2 separate regions of the Mus musculus genome follow, and region 2 is linked to region 1. The links are chromatin contacts, called in public HiChIP or PLAC-seq maps. All regions are on one chromosome and are shown on one strand. Each heading gives the region's core, a stretch centred on a gene start, on an enhancer-like site or on the middle of the called end of the contact. The rest is flanking DNA. Distances are from core to core; before and after follow the strand shown. Region 1 has its middle 23 kb from the start of Mn1. Region 2 overlaps Gm36794 (a long non-coding RNA gene).

The links. HiChIP or PLAC-seq counts read pairs in DNA pulled down with a chosen protein or histone mark.
Region 2: a contact with region 1 is called in an H3K4me3 HiChIP or PLAC-seq map of craniofacial prominence, with 5 times the contacts expected there. The contact joins two enhancer-like sites. A contact is called at or near these places in 2 of 484 Hi-C or Micro-C datasets (cerebral cortex and pro-B cells), 11 of 115 datasets of contacts at active chromatin or transcription factors (a beta-TC-6 cell line, craniofacial prominence, embryonic basal ganglia and 8 more) and 2 of 9 other capture datasets (embryonic tail and embryonic trunk).

The regions. Positions count from the first base shown.
Region 1 is chr5:111,392,676-111,396,351 of GRCm38.p6, forward strand. No RefSeq gene overlaps it. Among named protein-coding and RNA genes, the nearest start is that of Mn1, 23 kb to the right of the region's middle. Within about 2 kb of position 1,321, at least 83 of the 459 cell types and tissues checked have an H3K27ac peak or open chromatin away from gene starts, as enhancers often do. A contact at or near this core is called in craniofacial prominence and embryonic tail, where this site is marked.
Region 2 is chr5:111,898,984-111,902,713 of GRCm38.p6, forward strand. The region is part of intron 3 of Gm36794 (a long non-coding RNA gene); the gene reads right to left. Among named protein-coding and RNA genes, the nearest start is that of Gm29935, 7.6 kb to the left of the region's middle. Within about 2 kb of position 2,393, at least 27 of the 459 cell types and tissues checked have an H3K27ac peak or open chromatin away from gene starts, as enhancers often do. A contact at or near this core is called in craniofacial prominence and embryonic tail, where this site is marked.

The sequences.
Region 1 (3,676 bases), core at 71-2,570:
GCAAACCCTAAGACTCCACACTCGGAGGTCTCACTAATATGGAAGGGGTGGTAACTGCTCTGCCCCCCTACTGAGGCCCCCTACCTCAGTAGTACCATGTCTTCCCCCCAACCTCCAGCTGGCTTTGTGTTAGTGCTGTGGACATGAGGGGTCTCCAGGAGCCTGTGGTGTGTTCCTTCTAAGTGTGCTTGACAGCAGTTGGGGTGTCAGGGGAGCCTGACCTGTAAATCCCCGGGTGGAGCAACCCTGAGGTCAGGGCTGTTCTACTTCACCAGAGACCACTTCCCCTACACTCCTGCCCAGCATTGCCTATCTGGCTGAGGACAGTATCTGTTGGCGGTCTAGTGGGCCATGAATTCAGGATCCTGTTAATATGGGATCTATTGGGATTCCAGTCTTCCTCTCAGCCCCTACTGAGTGACAGGCACAGCTTTTCTACTCATGAGGTTGAGGTCTGGATCTGTGCATGTTAGTGCTGTCCATGGTGGGACTTCACTGCCCTAGATCTCACATCTCATTGCGATCTACCCCAAGGCTCAGCTATGCGGCAGCCATCATCTCAGGATGCTGGGAGGTGGGGAAGTGCTGGGATGAGATGGTGACCCTGTGCTTGCTCGGAGGCCTTACTGTTGCTACCCGTCTCCTGCTAGTGAGCCCTGCAAGTGTGCTTGAAACCACGGAGTCTTAGCATGGAGCTGTCTGCTCACACTCTGCCAGAGGCCATGCTGGCTGAAGGGCTTTGGCGTCTCGCACATGTACTCCGATGCCTGCCCACCCACCCCCGTTACTGAACAATAGGCCCCAAATGAAGCTTGACCCCTCTGAGCCTTGGTGTCCCGCCAGTGAAAGTCTGGATTGTCGACACTAACATGGGACATGGCTCTGTGACAAGGAAACATGAAAACAACACTTCGTGCCCTGGTTGGGCTCTTAGCTAGAGTCACCAGCCAGCGTGCATTGCCCAGGACAAAGGATTCCTGGGAGGCCAGACTTTGACTCTAAAACCAAGACAGTCATGGACAAACAGGGACCGTTGGTCACCCTGTTACAAGAGTATAGCAGTTTTCATCTAAAGACAGATGTAAACACTGGGCCATTGTATAGGAGCCAGGCAGTGCTGTAACCTGAAGCCAGTCTCACAGGGAGAACTCAAAGTGTTCTTTCCATACAGTGCTCCGTTCTCCCCAGACTGCCATGGACAGGTACATCCAGGCATATTGAGCTTGCTGCAGCCAAAGACGCTTTCCCAAAGGTGTGCATGTATGCCTGGCCCTCTGGCAGCAGCCTGCAATGTTCCCACCGGTTCATTCTTGCCACTCACCCCCAGGCTCCACCCACAATGGCCTCACGCCAGATTCTGAGACCAGGTCTGCTTTGAATGACTGGAACAGAGCAGCCCAGGATTTAACCCATTCCTGGCTTGAGTGCCTCCTGCCGTTAACCATTTCCTCCCCCCTGCCTGTGGCTCGAGTGACCCAACAACAGCCTCTCAACTCTCTCCCATTTTGCGAGGAAACATTTCTGCTTTATGACTGCATGTGCTTTCTCGTCTCTCCCGTTATCTTAATGAATTAACTGGGTGCCCATTGCTCCCTGGCCCCCCCACGGTTTACGAGCTGTTCAGCGATCACTGCGATCTTCGTCAGCTTCACACAGTTGTTGTACCGGTTCCTATTACAGTAATTGGCATGAACTTTATTCTTTTGCAGAGAGATTCTTTGGCCCGCTGAGACTGCATAACCATCTGCCATAAATTGAGACTAGTACGGCTTATTTTGGTGAATGCAAAATTGGATCCCATTCTTTACTCTGTGGCTTGATTCAACTTCCAGATGGTTAATCCACATGAAGTAATAGGAATGCACCACAGCTCTGCTTAGCTGAAGATGGAGACGTAATATTTATTTGCTGATGTGGAGGCCTCCAAACGCTGCCCTGTCGGGATGTCAATATATAACACGGCAGCACAGAAATGTCAGCTTGTTCTGCAGGAACGACAGGCTCCCCTGAGTTGCCATGGGGGGACCCCTGGGTGCCTACTCCCCCCTTCTGTCCTTGACCTAATCTCAAGAGGTTTTTATTCTCTCCTGGGCTGTTTCTTATCAGCTAGGTCTGCCTGTGTAGCTGGCTTCACATCTGCTTTGACTTTAGTGCCTGTGACATTTTCATTAATACTTCTCCAAGGTTGAGCCTTTATTCCAAATACCCTGCAGCTCCCAGAAGCTAAAGCTCAGCTGTGCCCAGCTGGGGGCTGCTGGGAAACTTGGCCCCTGAAATACCAACAAGTCTGCTGTCCCCACTCAGATGAGCTGATCAACACTTTTTAATTGTTACTGATCATGCTCACCTGCTATGCTGAAGGATGCAGAGGCAGATCTTGGGGTAGGGGGGAATTGCTTTCACTCTGGGGAATATCGACTGCCTCTGTGTGTATGCTCCGTCCTGTCCTAGACTCCTCCTGGGTCTCAGCATGTGGTGCAGGGAAGCCTGAAGCCCTGCATCTCACCACCTGGGAGTACTGACTCTTCAGGGCTCCCTGTACCAGATGGGTCCAGCAACCCAGTTTACCCAGGGCTGCTCTGGCTGAGCCCCTATCTCCTCTGTACCATTCAGAGCTGGGCAAACTGAGACAGTTGCCTACCCTATGGCCCTGTCTACTCTAGATCTGCAGAGAGAACCTCTGGAGCTCACTCTGAAAGTCCTACATTGTGGTGTGTTCTGTGGTGACTCTGACAGGGCCCATGAATTTGGCAACCACAGTAGTGAGTCTCAAGTGACTCCATGGCCTGACATCTCGTGTGCCTTTGGGTTTAGAGGGAAGACTTGATGAGAAATTAGATCAAAGAGAGTCTACACATGGGAATTAGACTTAAAAGGAGCTAGTAAGAACCAAGTGTATTGGCGCACACCTTTAATCCCTGAACCCAGGGTAGAAGCAGGCAGATCTCCGAGGCCGGCTTTAGTTATGTAGTGAGTTCCAGGCCAGCCAGATCAACATAGGGAGGCCCTTTCTCAAATAACCAAAAGAAGTGGAGTGTGTGTGTGTGTGTGTGTGTTTAAAAAAAAAAAAAAAAAAAAAAAAAAAACAAGACCCTGAAAGTTTCCAGATGGAACACAGTGCAATAAGGCAGGCAGATCTCAGAGGCTCCTCAGCAACTGAGGCTGTGGGCAAGAAAGCAAGAGGCCGGCCCCCCCACCCATCACACTCAAAGCCGCATGCCATCTCCAGTGGCTCGGGGCTGCCTGTACGGTGCAGATGGAAAGACTTTTAAGTGGGCCCCTGAAATGCATTGTTGGCAAGAGAACGGCAGCCAATCAGGAGCTGCCAAAAGGAGCCTAGGGTCCATCCAGCAGGACCAAAGCCTCTGGCTGGAGCCCATTGGCTTCAGTGGCAGGCAGCGCGTGTTTGTTCAGGTGGGCTAACTAAAGCCCCAGGCGCAGGCTGCGGTAGAGGGAGGTAAGGGTGCAGCCAAGTTGGACGCTGGCTCCATCCAGCTCCCTGGCTGGGGCAGTCACACCTTTTGCACCGGTGTTGGATGCTGTGGTCTCCACCCTCAGAAAACTCTGAGGACCTGCCCTTTCTCACTGCCTGACTAGGGCTCCTCCCTCCCCCTCAGAGGAGCTTCCTGATTCTAAAGTAGACAGGTCACATGCCTGTGCTCAATGCTGTCCCACA
Region 2 (3,730 bases), core at 1,143-3,642, 510 kb after region 1:
GGGGGTCCAACCAGACACTGGAGATCAAGGGAGCCACAGGCTAGGCATGCACACACCAGTCTGTGTCCCCCTGTCTCAAACCTAGCTCAGGTGCCGATGAACTTGACCGAGACACAAAGCCTTTTGGAGACCCTGCTCCACGTTTGTGAAGAGTGTGAATGGCTATAGAGCAATCTAGTATGTTCCTTCAGAACGACCTTTAGCATACAGAGGGATGTGGCATGCATTAACTATTCCATTGTCACTAAACGTTTTCTTTTTAGAGTCCAGTAAGGAAGACAGTTGGCAGTGAGCACCAGTGGATCTGCAGAGCCTGGCATCGCCAAAGAGAAGCTTCGTTTCCCAAATCATTCCTGAGGAAACTGAAGCTCGGAGAGGATAACTCTCCCTGGCCCAAGGTCACTCAGCAGGGCCATGCAGTTCAAGCACTCAGACAGAGCAGAACTTCAGTCCTCACGGTTCCAATCACGTATGTCAGAATCCTTGACACAGAACAAGACAAAGCCCCTCAGCCTTGCCTGGCATTTGTGTGTGTGTGTGTGTGTGTGTGTGTGTGTGTGTGTGTGTGTGTGTGTGCTTCTCTGACAGTCCTGGATGCTGTGGGGAGGTGCAGGAGGCTTCCTCCCTTCTTTGTGGGTCCTCATACATCCTTCTACTCTGATGTACCTGTTTCCCCACCCCATGGAAGGAAGAGTCTAGGAGAGGCCTCAGAGCTGGAAGGATGGAGGTGGCTTCCTCCAGGAAACAAAGTCCTGTCCAAGGTCAGGACTTCCCAGATCAGCTCAGGATTTGCATATGTCACAGAAGGCCATCTTGGCTGCTGGAGCCCACAGCTTCCTACCTCTGACATCACCAATGCTGGACACCTGACCCCACAGTTACCATTTGCATGATGTGTCTCTTCCTGCAGGATTCACTGTCGGCTACAGGAGAAAATGTAAGGCTCACCATTCTGCAGGGTCCTAGAGGCCAGGCCCCTACGCATATGGGAAGCAGCTAAACACAGAGGCTGTGACATTTTTCCCACTTCCTGGGTATATAGTTCAAGGTGAGCCCACCAGCCAGCTGAGTGCCACAAAATCTGAGCCACTGGGGAGTCAGAGGGTTGAGACTACCTCAATCCCTCCCTTTGACCCACTATTTCCCAAGCTGATTACTGCACAAGCTCTAGAGAACTGAAGGCACATTGCCTCTCCCTTCTTCAGCTTGGGGACCTCAGGAGCCTGGGGACTTTAGCTTCTGTCTCCAGAGACCTTTCCCCCAGAGTCTATGTCTGTTGGTAGCTATATTTCCCCCAGAGAGCTCTCTGGCGCTGACAGAATCCCCATGTGCCCATAAGTTGGAAGCTACAAATGCCCTTGAGACTCCTTCAGCACCGGGTGCTCTCATGGGTGAACATGGGTGCTCTACAATGCCAGATCTTTGAGAGCCTCTGTAGCCACTACATCCCACCCATTCCCACTGAGCAGGCAGGAAACTGAGGCAGGGTATCTTGAGACACTGCTCAAAAAAGATGGGGCAGATGGTATGGGGACAGCCTTCTTTCACAGTCCATTAGTCTCCCTAGGAACACCTGGACCAGGGAAACTTCAGAAAGCCTCTGTGCCCCCCAGGGCTCTAGAGGACACAGGATGGATGGATTCTCAACCATCTCCTTCCCCAGGATGGATGTGGATGCTAGTGAGGGGAAGTGAGTCCCTAGCCAGTGTGCACCAGTATCATGCAGTGTGAACACAGATGGTTCACAGCTTCACCCTCTAAATCTAACTCTGTCACCAGCCTTGTCAGTTGAGAAGAAATCAGGACTGAGTTACACCATCACTACCACCTTCTGCTCTTCCCCACTCCCTCTCCTCCCTTCCTTCTCATCTCCATCCTCCTCTTCCTCCTCTTCCTCCTTTCCTTGGCCCTCCCTATTTATCCCCTCCTCTCCCTACTTCAGCTGGTCTTTGACGTCTTGCAGATGCTGCAACAGAACTTCCCAAGAAGTGCAAGAAATGATATCCTTGTCCTGCATCCTGTGTCTTGCACATCCTAAAGATCTCAAGAGAAGCCTGGGGCTGGCAGAAGAAAATCCCCTCCCTAACCCCTGTCCTACATCCATCCTGCAGAGGGGCCTCGCCAGCCACCAGCTCCACAGAACTCAGCTCTGGTTTTCTCAGAGGCTGTGATCAGCTTCACAGCGCAGCCATTTTTGAACAGGAGCCGGATCTTGTGGTTGGTGTCCCCACGGGGGCTGGTCTTTCTGTTCTCCCTGCTCTGGGGTGAGGACAGCAGGTTGGTTTACCAGGAGCACTGGGATGTGAAATGGGCCGGAGAACAAATGAGGGAGGGGAATTCAATGTGTCTGGGTTTCTCTGTGGCTGGAGTTTATTCATGCGGGAAGTGAGTTGAGTCTACAGATTTCCCATGGGGCTCAGAGTGTCAGATGGCCTGGTGACAGGCAGCCCTGGGGCAGGGCTAAGGAAAGGGTGAAATGCTAAGCCTTGTAACAGCTCAGGCTCTCTCGCTCTCCAAGGTAACATTCTATCGGCTGTGTGGCCTGGGGTAACCTGCTGCCCACTCTGGGTTTCATGTTCTCTATTAGATAAGCAACTCTTTGGAGTTGAGAAAAGGCAGAACTCCTGTCATGTTGATAAAGCAACAACTGGATGTGAGAGTGCTCAAGGCATGGTTTTAATACACCCAACCCCCGAGGCCTTTGCTGCAAAGCAGTGGCTAAAAACCCGGGCATTGCTTCAACCTTTGGGATTATTTTAAAGTTCCTAGAGACTATAGTTCCTTATAGCAGCTCCCATCCAGACCTTCTGTAGCAGAGTAGCTGTCCACGGAGAAACTCAGGGAAAGATGATGCCTCCCAGGTCTGACTTCTGCCCAGGGCCACTAGCAATGGTAAGGGGGAGAGGTCTCTGTCCAAGGTCCTGAAACGGAAGCCCTACAGGTTGGGGCTGTGCCAGTGTCTTCAGGAAGACCTAGTGGAAAAGGCTGTTTCTGCAATCTCCTCACATTCTCGTCCCTTTTCTACTGAGGCCCCTCACTCTTTCCCTCAGGCCTTCCCGTTCTGTTTTCTCTCCTATTTCTCTTCTTTCTCTCCTGTTTTCCCCTTCCCTCTCCACTTACCTGTCTCATCTGTCTCTCCGCCATTGTCTCTTTCCACCTCCCTCTTCCTCTTGATCTCTGTCTGCCCAGATGCCTGCCTCCAGTTTACCTGTGACTTCTTCTGCCTCCTTCAGAGAGACACCTCCAGCCAGAGCCCTTTTTCTCTTCCTTCATCCACCCTTTGGAGACATTGCTGTTCCCATCATGTCTCCAGATGGAAATCCAGAACAACAGATGCCCCCTTCTTCCACTCTCTGTAGAGATGCTCACCCCTCCCCAAAGAGATGATCCTGAGGAAGGAGGCCATCCAGAAATCCATCAGGAAAAGAGATCCACACTTAACCCCTCAGCTAAAGTTCTTCTCACTGAACTCATGTCTTACAAACTCGCTCACGGGCCAGAGTGAGCATAGCATTCAGGGAGCATGGCAGCCTGGGAGCACAGAAGCCTGGGAGCAGAGCAGTCAGGAAGCACAGTAGCTAGGGAACATAGCATCCAGGGAGCACAGCATTCAGGGAGCAGACTATCTAGGGAGCACAGCAGCCAGGGAGCAGAGTAGCCAGGGATCACAGCAATCAGAAAGCATAGCATCCATGGAGAACAGCAGCTAGGGAGCACAGCATCCAGGGAG